2 separate regions of the Drosophila melanogaster genome follow, and region 1 is linked to region 2. The links are chromatin contacts, called in public Hi-C maps. All regions are on one chromosome and are shown on one strand. The core of a region is the stretch at or near the end of the contact, and the rest is flanking DNA. Distances in the headings are between cores, read along the strand shown.

Region 1 (5,769 bases), core at 1,412-3,911, 160 kb before region 2:
ATATAGGCACATTTCAGATGTAAAAAGGGTTATGACAAACGGAATTAGGTCCCAAAACCAAAAAAAATTGTATTTCAAATTAAAAGTATGTATTTATATTATACAATATTGTATTAAAACAAGAGAGAATGCTATAGTCGAGTTCCCCGATATCAGATACTCATTTGTTACTCGTTACTCATCATTTTTCTGGGATATCGATAGATATTGGGGAATAAAATGAGAACACATTTAAAAATTGTTCTAAAGTGTGGGCGTGACCGGTTCGGCGGATTTAGGGCGTTAGAGTGGGGGTGGCAAAAAGTTCTTTGGCAAATCGATAGAAATTTACAAGACTAATATAAATGTAAAAAAATTTCAAAACATTTTCAAAATTGTGGGCGTGACGGTTTTGAGGACGGACATGGATCGACTCGGCTATTGATAATATTAATTATTTAAATTCGTAACTCATTATCATTAAGATTATGTTTTTTTTAATATTTCTACATATTCGCCTATTTAATATAGCAATGGTCAAATCAGGAAATTAAAAAAATTTATGTTTTCAAATTATAAAATCATATAACGTTCAGGGTTGCTTGCAGATTTTATGTTCGGTGTACATTTTTTTTTTCTTTTTGATTTTTTAGGACTCGACGAGCTTTGGCAAATATTTTGGTCATAGCCGAGATTTGCGTGCCTTGCCAATGGGTTTTGTTTGTTCTGCTGTGTCCAGTCATCCGCCCTCCCTGCGCACCCTTCGTCATCCCTCTCGCTCACACTGGAGGGTCTCTCCTCTCGCTCACTCGCCAGCCGAATGTGGGTAATTCGGTCATGAATATGCGAACAATTTCAGCCATTGTCCGAGGAGCATTTTTTGGGTGCGCATATTTGTCGCAAATGGACTACATTACAACATTACAGTTATCTTTGGATATGTGCTAGTGTGTGTGCATGGCACATAATATCTCATAGAGGACATTAAGGGCCCAAAAGTCTAAATAAGAAAAGCCAGAAAAAATCCCATAAAATATGCGTCATTTGGGGTGGAATTTGAAAGGAAAAGATCGGAAATACCTAAACAAATTTAAAAAAGTTTGAAAAAGCCATTTATGCATTAGCATTATTTAATAAACAAGTACATGATTAATTGTTTTTATTAAAATGATAATCATTTATATTAATTATTTCTGTTCAAAACGCACATGTGTTGGAAATTCAGTTTCGCCTTAAATAATTTCCTATAAACTGCACCGCATGACCTTAAATTTTAGGAACAATTGAAGTCCACCCTGGGGCACTTTTATAAATGTTTTGTGTGCATAAACAAACAAACAAAGGCCGCATAACATTAAAATGTAACACAAAAAGCCACAACAACAGCAATAACCACGGCTCATGTTTTGTGTTGTGTGATTAAAATTAAAATAAGCGGCGACATGTTGAACTTGAAAAATTCGTTCTGCCTTGCTTATGACAACAACAACAACTGAAAATACATATATATGTACATACATACATATGTATGTACATAAATGTTACAATAGGAAGAGAAGCGAAATCTGACCGAATCTTAAAGTTCCTTACCAAAAAAGTATTGTTTATTGTGCTGAATAGCCTGGATCGGTATTTATTGTACACAATGTATGCATGTATGTACATACATTTGTATGTACATATATTTAACGTGCCAGCAAACCAAAAGTTAAAAGCTTCTGAAAAAATAAGGGAAACCATATTTATGAATCCCTCATATAGGGTATAAAAAAGATACCGTCAGCAGAGTGATCAAGGGTGGGAGTGAGAGACATCATGAGCGGGAGGGAACCCTAATAGCTTTACTAATGACCGAATAACTCATTTGGATTAGAAAAATCTCTGTCCCATAAACGATTCCCAATTAAAATCATAGCGCTGCCAACTTTCTTTTAACTGGCGTTTCTGCTTTTTCTTCTTTGCCTTCTTTTTCTTTTTACTCCGGTGTGAGTAAGTGCCGTTAGTGGTAAATATGCAGGGTATGCAGGAAGTGATGTGATTCTGAACTTTGATACCAATTAATTTATTTGTTTGGCTTTCAGAATGAATCTATTGAAAATCTAAAGATGGGATAAGTTATAATCTGTTACAACCGCAATATGGTAAGCGAATATTGATTCTGCTACATCAGTTAGGTATGTAAGTTTACTTATTGAAGGAAGTGTAAATTTCAAATCACTGCTGTGTCGTGTGTTTTGGTCAATGCTTATGAAATGTGTATTTTTGAAGTTCTATGTTCCTGTCATACATATGTACATATGTATTTATTTCTTCTGAAATAAACACTACAGTTATTAGGCTGATCGCTATAGTTCTAAATTCATTCTATCAGAGCTATCTGAAGTTACACGGTATTCGAAAGCGTTGCACTTGCCACCAACAAAACAAAAACGCACACACTCGCGCACGTGCGAGCGCGACAAAAAATCAAAACAACAAAATCCACGCTGGTAACATCTGCTTTGGCTTGGCATTGAAATCGCGTTGGTGCAACGGCGAGGGCAGGGTATGGTAGGAGGAAGGCTGAACGGGAGCAAGGGAAAGAGCGAGATGATGCGATGCGGGCACGAAGGCCAAATTGCCGAAGATGCCCGAGTCCCCATGAGCCGTTGAACGTGGAGCCGAACCGGTTTTTGGCGCTACACTGGCGCTGCGTTGGCGCTCAGTGCAAAACGAAGCACTGAAGGTGTCAGTTGGGCTCCCGACGGTTTAATTTTTAGCTCCCACAACGAACGCAGTTCTCAGCGATTTTGACGCAAATTATAAACGTACGTAAGCCGGTGATTTCACGAAACGCGTTTCGAATCAAAAGAAAACAAAAAAAGAAAAACTAACGAAAAAAAAAACTGAAAATAAACCCAAAATACAATTAAAGTGCTAATGATTTGGGATTTTTTCTCACAACTGAAATTTTTTTTTATTGTGTTGTTCTTTTTTTCGTTTTTGTGCCATTAAATCATTTTTTCTGCGAAAAAGTGCTAAAAACAAAGTGAATCCAATCTGTGCCGCCAACGTTGTTGCCATTGTTGTTGTGCTCAATTAAAACATATTTGCATATATAGTTTTTTTCGAGTGTGTGAGATCGTGATCGTGATCGTCATCTCTGCTTTGCCTTTTCTAATTCGTTTCTCTCTCTTGCTAATTAGCAATTCGAATGTTGTTTTTTTTAGCTGATTTTATTGATGGATATCAATTAAAAAAAAAAAAAATTTTGCTAAGCGCTTAAGAATTTCGGAAACGCTTTCAACTCACAGGCTCAGTGTTTAAATTGCCGAATTATGCCATTGAACTTGTTAGGAGAAAAGTTTTTAAATTTTCTTTTTGAAAAATCTAAAATGGTCAAACATATTTTCTTAACGTTCCAAACGCAAAACGTTAGTTAAAGAGGTTTAAAAGACTTGAACGCATTAATGCGAAGACGTCTTCAGTGTATTAATTATACTGGAAAAATCATTTGAATTATTTGTCACTTAATTCTAAACCTAAACTCTGTAATGCAAGAGCCATGCTTTAAATGGGGACATACTAATTGCGATGATCAGTGTTGAGTGTTCCACTTTGTCTAGCAATTTCCTCGGAGGTTCTTCGTGTTTCTTTTGTAGGCCGGGTCGTGTAACGTCATCTAATATACATGGCTAATAATCCCTTTCCCAACGCCTCCGAAAGGGAAGGGGTGATGCCGCCTGAAACCACCCACATATCGCGTCTTGTTCGGCGAACTATAAACATTAAATAACAATAATAAACAGCAACAAGAGCCGGGCAGAAAGTTGAAGCAGTTTGTCTAAGTGGCTTGGGGCTTTGTCAAAGCATATAAAATATAATACAATAGAAAGTAAATGGAAGCCGCAACAACAAAGTAACAAAAACAACAGCAACAACAACGGCGACAACAATGGCAACGAGTACATCGCAGTTGTTGGCTCCAAAACACGCAACAGTCCGTCAGAATAAAGTCAGCCATGCCCACCGTCGTCGTTTTAGACCCCTTTGCATTCCCCGGAATATATGTACATATAGTATGTAGACCCCGCTCCTTCTCCTGCATATACATATGTATGTGTATATTCCCCCCCAGTAATATCGCGTGTTCCGGGGGCCCAGCATGAAGGACCCTCGCCGGGGATCGGGGAACAGCAAAGGGGCTTCAAACAGCGAGGTCTCCAAAGGCTCCCAGTCTCCACTTTACACGGCGGGAAATTCATTAGAGTTCGAGACGTTGCGCGCAGATCGGTTCCTATCCTAAGTGTGAACATTTAATCGGAAATAAGTGCAAATCTTAAATATACTCAGGATGGCAGCCGTTAAGTGCTAATCATGGAGCCAACTCAAAAAATTCAAGTGAAAAATGATTGCTAAGAGCTCGCTGATATTGTCTGCCTTCAAGGCGCGAGTTGCCTTATTTCTCTCAGTGTATACTCAAGTGCTCTCACTTATAAGCCTATACCACACAGAGTCCAATTTTTTCTATAACAAAATTTTCTATATTTTTTTCTACATATATTTTTGTGTTTTATTCTTTATGTTACTATTTTCGCCACTGCCACCGCTGTGCAACGCTCCTCTTCCCGTTCCCGTTCTGGATCCCATACTCGGGCCCGTGCTCCAACTCGCAACCGGAGAGTAGGTCAGGTCAGTATGTGTTACCATTTGGTCATAGGGGGCCTGACTGCCCCCCGCGTCTGCGGCAGGCTTATTAATTTACTGCGACTTTTGTTTCGCTGCAAAGTCTTGTGCTTTCCGACAAATCAATCAGGAAAACTTTAGGAAAACTGACTGAAATGCGGCAGGGAAAACATTTTTGACATTAGCTTGGAATAACGTGTTTGCAAGAGCTTTTATTGGACATATTAAGCAATCTATCGGATTGCAGAGCTATGTTTTTTTTTTTTTGGAATTTTTTCAACGAAAATAGAGTAAAGCATCGTGAAAAAGTATGTATATATTAAATGTATCTGAATATTCAACACAATCACTATTATTTTTCCATTTTATTTCCATTCAGTATTTAAAACTTGATAAAGCTGGTGCCCAATTTTATATGAAAGTTATTTTTCCTATTTGTCAAAACAACAAAACAATTTATGTTTATGGCAAACACCTCTTGAAACTATCCGTCGAATAAGTAGTAAATCTACAGCTCATACAACCAATTTAGCAATTAGGCCATCTATCAAAGTCAAGTCTATAATCACAAACATCGGAAGACGGGGCCGGATTCAATTAGGCTTCTACTATCGATCAAAATCAATTAAATGCCTCTATATTGAAGTTGAAAAATGGCAAAAAATTATATCGCTATTATGCTAAACCAGTCGCAAAGTTTGCCTGAACGGGCAAAACTTTCGCAACAAATAATTTCCATGAGGCTAAGTTATATTCGATTATCCCCCGACCCACACGCAAATTATTGGCAACTTTTTTGCTTGGGGAAATTTAATTTGTGTGGAATCTCCGAAAGTTTTTGCTGACGCAAACAATTAGCTGCGATTGAAAGTTATGCTCAGAAAACATACAGAAGATAATTGTGTGTACAGGTATTCGGAGGTTTTCTTTCGAGCTTTAAACGTATTTTAATAATGCAAACCTCAGAGAACTGCTGCAAAATGTTGCCCGAAGCCCCTGGCAAGCCGCAAGAATAGCCAAGGAAATCGGGGAAAATTGGGAAAAACGGGGAAGGAGGGCAAGACAAATCGGCTAAGCGCAACGACAACAAAATGTGAAACAAAACAATACTGGAATCGAGAGAAA
Region 2 (5,404 bases), core at 429-2,928:
ACAAGTGGTGTGATTTAAAAAACCTTCTAAACAACAACCTAAGCAACTTTCCTTCCGATTTACTCACCTCTATTAGGTTATTCTTCGAGGACACCACCGCCTCCACATCGGCCTTGATGCGATTGATCCTTTCGTACAGGGCTTCGCCAGAATTATCCCCATCGCCCACAATGACAATCAACTGCTGGTTGTTCTTCAACTGCTGGTCGGCCAAAGTGGCATTGGCGGACACCACTTTGCCGGCAGCGATGCACTTGACGTGCGCAGCATTCGGCACTTCCAGTTTCTTCGCTATGCATGCCTGGAGTTCGGAGCCCACGATGTCCAAGCTGCACTTCACTTCCACCATTGTGGCACCGCTGTGCTCGCCAACGCGGCGAACCTTCAACGTGGCAATTCCTGTGGTGCTGAACTCACGTCGGGCGGCCAGCGTACGGAGAGCATTTTCCTGCAGCTCGGTCAAAAAGAACTTGCAGCGACCTATATCGATGCCCAACATGCCGGAGTACTTCTGCGCCAGGTTCTTTAATGAAATGGATACACATCTTATTATAGAATAAAATATTATATATTATATTAATCCAAAGCTACTGAGTTCCTGAGTATGAATGCTGGTAATGTGCTATTCTTTTGACTACTATTGGTCTTACTTTATTTTTAAAATCCCTCAACCTCTATTTATTGAAAAATAAATAATAATTCAAGAAAGCAATCACATTTTCACACGCCAACAAATCTATCGGTTTAAAATCTTATTTTTATTCTAGGCGTTATAAATAAGTCGAAGCGAAACAGATCAAAAACCTATATAAGGAAACTAAATAATATCTTTGTCGTTACTCTTGTAATTCAGAATTATTAAAGTATAATAGGAATTTAAAAGATTCGTTTGTGCAATGTCATGTTGTTTTTTTTTTAAGTATTTTTAATTGGACAATAATATCATATGATCAAACTAATCAAACTAAAATAAGTGTTAATAATATGAACTTAGCTGAAGGTGTATATAAGTTACGGCTTGTCGAAACTAGCTTCTTACTTCTTCAAATGTGAAAAGAACTAACAAATAAATATATAATATATATATATATATATATATATAATATATGCATTTTGAATATAATATTTCTATATTGCCAACCGTATTTCAGGCATTCTTGTCATTTCCCCGACCACTGACTGGAAGGCATTTAGGTGTGGGGTGGTGGGCATATAGTACGTACTTCTAGTGCTCCCTCGATGCTACCAAGATCTTCGGAGTAGTAGGGCTCCTCCCACAGCTTCTCGCCATCGGACTGGAGAAGGGCGCGGATCTGGATGAGTAGGTTGTCGTTTTGTGACATTTTCGACGATGACTTGGCAAAAATTGTGGCGAACTGGCTGAAACTGACGCGTCACAAAGGATCGGGCATGCTCTAGATATTTACTATTTACGAGTGATGTGATGTTCTGGTTCTTCTTCTTCCTTGCACATGTGTTTCTACACGAAACAACAAAGAACGATGCGCAGTCGTTGATAATCGCGGGGTTGGGTGCAGTGGAGTAGACTTTAATTTTGGGCGGGTGACAAATAAGAACTATTTACGGAAATTTATTTAATGTGAACTGTGCTGCGTCTTCGTATGGGATAAGCTCTGCCTGGTGGAATCACCGCAATTGGGTCTTTTTTGTCGTTTGACACAACAACTGCAACTCGATAGCTATCGGCTCTTGCAGCACTCGGCCATCTGTCAGCCACAGCGAAACGCTTGCAAAAGCTGACTGACATGAACGTTCTGCCCGTTAATAGTCAAAGTCTTCAAATTTGGTTTTTTATAAAAACGCATTGGCAAACACAGCTGTGCTTGTTGATTTATATTATATTATTTCTATACCATTTAACGCAAGAAACTCATATTTCAGTTTCACCGTCAGTACGGCTGATGCACTTACTACTTAGCAATCAGCTGTTTTGCGGACAATTATCTATCGATAGTCAACTGCCAACTTTAAAGCGGAACTGTTTTGAATTAAAATTCAAAATATTATTATTGTGAAAAATACACCAAATACACGCTTCCACAAGAAGTATTGCTGTTTTAATATGGGCTCGGCAGTAAATACTGCCGCCGTTATAAGTATTAGTGAGCAATTACTTATGATAAATAAGCTTTTGCTTAGAATACCATTTCATAGAACTCAGTTGTCATATATTTCACTTAATTTTTAGAGCACGCTTCACATAGGCAACACAGCTGACGCCTTTAGGAGGACCAACCCCCGACGATCGAGTTGACCTCCTCCCCAATTTCACTCAGTTCCCAGGTGGCAGGGCAGGCTCCGTCGCACCTGTCACATTTCGCTGTTGGTGGTGAGTGTCTTGCGCTCGTGCTCGTTTTACCTGGAAAGTTCAGTTACTCAAACGCGGCGCATGTAAGCGGCGGTCAGAGGTTCTATCCGAGCATACGCAGACCAACTCTCGATCCCATCCGAGCCTCGAGTTCCTTCAGGACGGCATGAAGGTTCGCCACGTGCCGGCGAGCACGACAACGTTATCGTTCAGGGCGAAGCAGCGGGATGTGGGCGGCATCGGCATGCCTTGCGAGCGGGAGCGGAAGCACGAGGCCGCAAAGCGGGAGCGGGAGGAGCAGATTAAGCAGGAGCGGGCCACAGCGGCGTCGGCGACACAGCGGGTGCGCCAGCATAATCGAAGGATCAGCACCGACGGCGATCCCGCCAGGCGGAGAATGACGCAGTCCAGGGAGCGACTCCAAGCAACCGGACTGGGCAGACCAGGACCGTGCGGACCATCAAATATAACTAGAGGTGGGCCTATTATTTTTATAATAATATTAATATTTTTATTATTATTATTATAAGTATTATTATTATTATAACTATTATTATTATTATTATAATAATTATTTTTATTATTAATATTATTATTATAACTATTTTTATTATTATTATTATAACTCTAAGAAACCAGCAATCTTTATACTCCGACGTACACAAATTTGTTCGAAAAATAATCTTTTCAAATTAAAATATTCAGTACAATAAACCTTTACGAACTTAATAGCGATTCATATTCACTGATAATCCCATTTTGTGTTCAGTAACGCGGGGATCATCATTGCCCCCGGAGGTTGGAGCACACGGATACCGCACAGGAAGGCCTACCAGAAAGCACGTACCTATTCCTCAGGATCAGATTGAGGAGCAGGATGACTCCGATGCCAGGGCGGAACGGCTGAGGCAACAGCTCGAGGAACTGGCCGCGATGTCGGAGCAGGAGTTCGAGGTGAAGTTCCGCCAGTGGCTGGACCAGGAGGGGATTGCCCGGGAGATGCACTCTCACCTGCGGGTGGAGCTCATTCACTGCTTCAATAATACGGCACTCGGTGGGTTTGCTAATCAAACTAATGAAAGATATTTTACTATTTGGCATCTCAAAGTTTATTGAAAACCCCCTTTTTAATTTATTAATCGATCTAACCATAAATGTACCCGTTCCAGGCCAGCTCTTGAGCAAGGCTGCTGGTGTGCAGATGGCTCAGTCCCACGCACTGCTCGTCTCGCCACTGGCGATGGTGCTGCACACTCTGGTGGCGGAGTTTCTGCACTCCCAGAACTGCCACTTCACACTGTCGGTCTTCTGCAGCGAGACGCCGCATCGCAGCAACCTGCCGGACTTCCGGAGTCGGCCGGAGTTCCGATTCCAGACGGAGGAACTGCAGAAGGTCGTGGCCGCCATACTGGGAGAAAAAGAAGCTCTAGCGGATTCGGAATTTGGAAAGCTGGCGGAGGCCCACTACGAGGAGGATCTGGCTGGACAAACGCAGTGCTTGCTGATGGCTCTTATGCGAACGCTGGTGGAGATCAGGAGGTCCGTGCCTAAGCAGGAGGTGGAACAACCGGTCCCTGTCTCTCTGCAAGACACCGGCTGTCAAACGGAGCCCTCTGCCTGCGTGGAAGCTCGTCCCGAGGTGGACACCACTGGTCTGTATCAGACGGAGGAGCACGAGCTGATTCTGGGCGCAGATGGCCGAAGTGTCTTTGTGGGCGGTCGTGTCTCGCAATCTCTGCATTCCGTGGAGCAGCAGCTTAATCAGCTGATTAAGAATCTCCGCCATTTGGCCAAGTCGTGTGCTCCGCCCGTTGAGGTGATATCATCGACAAAATTCGAGGATCTCCTAATGAAGGAGCTGCGCGAAAGGGAGCGACTTTTGAAAGCTGGTCAAGCATTTAACCCGGGCGAACCGGTGATCAAAATTGCCACCGGGGACAAGGAAGAGGAGCATGAGGTAACCAGTGGCAGGAACCAGAAAGATGTGGTTCACTCCAACCTGGGACCCATTCAAGTGCCAGCCCTGGATGTGACCATTCCTCAGCTGCCCCGTCTCCACAGTGAACAACTGGCCAGCCTGGCCGTGATCCGCCAGTCCCTCGAAAAGGTGCAGAAAAAGAGCCGGCAGCCGCAGGGCCGGATGTACGTCTCCATGGAGCGAATGGAGACCCTGATGGGGGATGTGTGCGGCTGTGTCCAACTACTTAGCAACGTTCTCAATCTCTCCATGGAGCAGGAGCACTCTGTGGGCATGCACAAGGGCTTCAAATGGGGCTACCGCGAGGGTTTTGCCCACGGCCACTTCATGGGCCTGCAGGAGGGTCAGAAACTGGAGCAGTTGGAACAGAAGAAGTGGCAAAAGGAAAGGCCACTGCCCGAGAAGCGGGAAAGCTCCGTGCAAACGGAGAGCACGATACCCACGGCGAGTATAGCCACCCAAACATCGAGAAAGTCAGCTCACAATGAAAGTGTCATCACCCAAACGGAGCAAAAGCAGCTAAAGGACGCTGGGAATCAGGCTAGTTGCGAGCCGCCAACCTTCCAAAAGTCCTACGAACAGTGGATCCACGAGATGCTGCACAGCTCCAGTGGCCAAGTGTTCCTCGAACGGGTGGAGCTCTCCTTGAACAAGGCGCTGGAGCTGCAAAAGGTGCGGCTAAATGAACTCTTCCAGGTGAAGTTGCGACACCAGGCCGAGATGCTTCGTCTAAGCAAGCGGCAGAACTCCTGGCGGGTAAGTCTCTCGAGAATTAAAACAACAATAAGCTGCAGCCATTATATTTATTCTGCAATCGTATTAACTTTAAACCTTTGATTACTAACTTTGTATTCGAATTCCAGACCCTGTGCAAGCGTGTGGAGCGGGACTCGCAATCGTCAGCGGAGGCGCGCGACCTCGTGCAGCAGATCTTCCGGCTGCTGGAGCACTACGAGGCACACCATCAGCAGCTGGCGGAGAAGATCCAACAGACGGAGCTTGCAGCGGAGCAGGCGGCTCGCATCATGCCCATGTGGGCGGATGGAGCTGCTGTGGGCTCCGCTTCTGTCAACTGGAACACGGCGATGTCTACCACG

What was found. Hi-C and Micro-C count contacts between places; a contact is called where the count stands out from the background.
Region 1: a contact with region 2 is called in a Hi-C map of the Kc167 cell line, with 2.0 times the contacts expected there. The contact joins the promoter of Mnr here to the promoter of CG15445 in region 2. A contact is called at or near these places in 6 of 107 Hi-C or Micro-C datasets (the D17-c3 cell line, the Kc167 cell line, the S2 cell line and 2 more) and 4 of 6 datasets of contacts at active chromatin or transcription factors (the Kc167 cell line and the S2 cell line).

Annotation. Positions count from the first base shown.
Region 1 is chrX:21,278,063-21,283,831 of dm6, reverse strand. Mnr (Membrane-bound Notch regulator) reads left to right here and starts at 2,661. Exons shown (of 6, transcript NM_167735.2): 1 at 2,661-2,786; 2 at 4,646-4,650.
Region 2 is chrX:21,113,435-21,118,838 of dm6, reverse strand. It overlaps CG15445, which reads right to left and starts at 1,678. Exons shown (of 5, transcript NM_134592.4): 1 at 1,435-1,678; 2 at 1,224-1,376; 3 at 68-523. The coding sequence starts at 1,343. It overlaps unc (uncoordinated), which reads left to right and starts at 1,925. Exons shown (of 7, transcript NM_001298583.1): 1 at 1,925-2,123; 2 at 2,210-2,805; 3 at 3,099-3,383; 4 at 3,499-5,063; 5 at 5,171-5,404. The coding sequence starts at 2,496.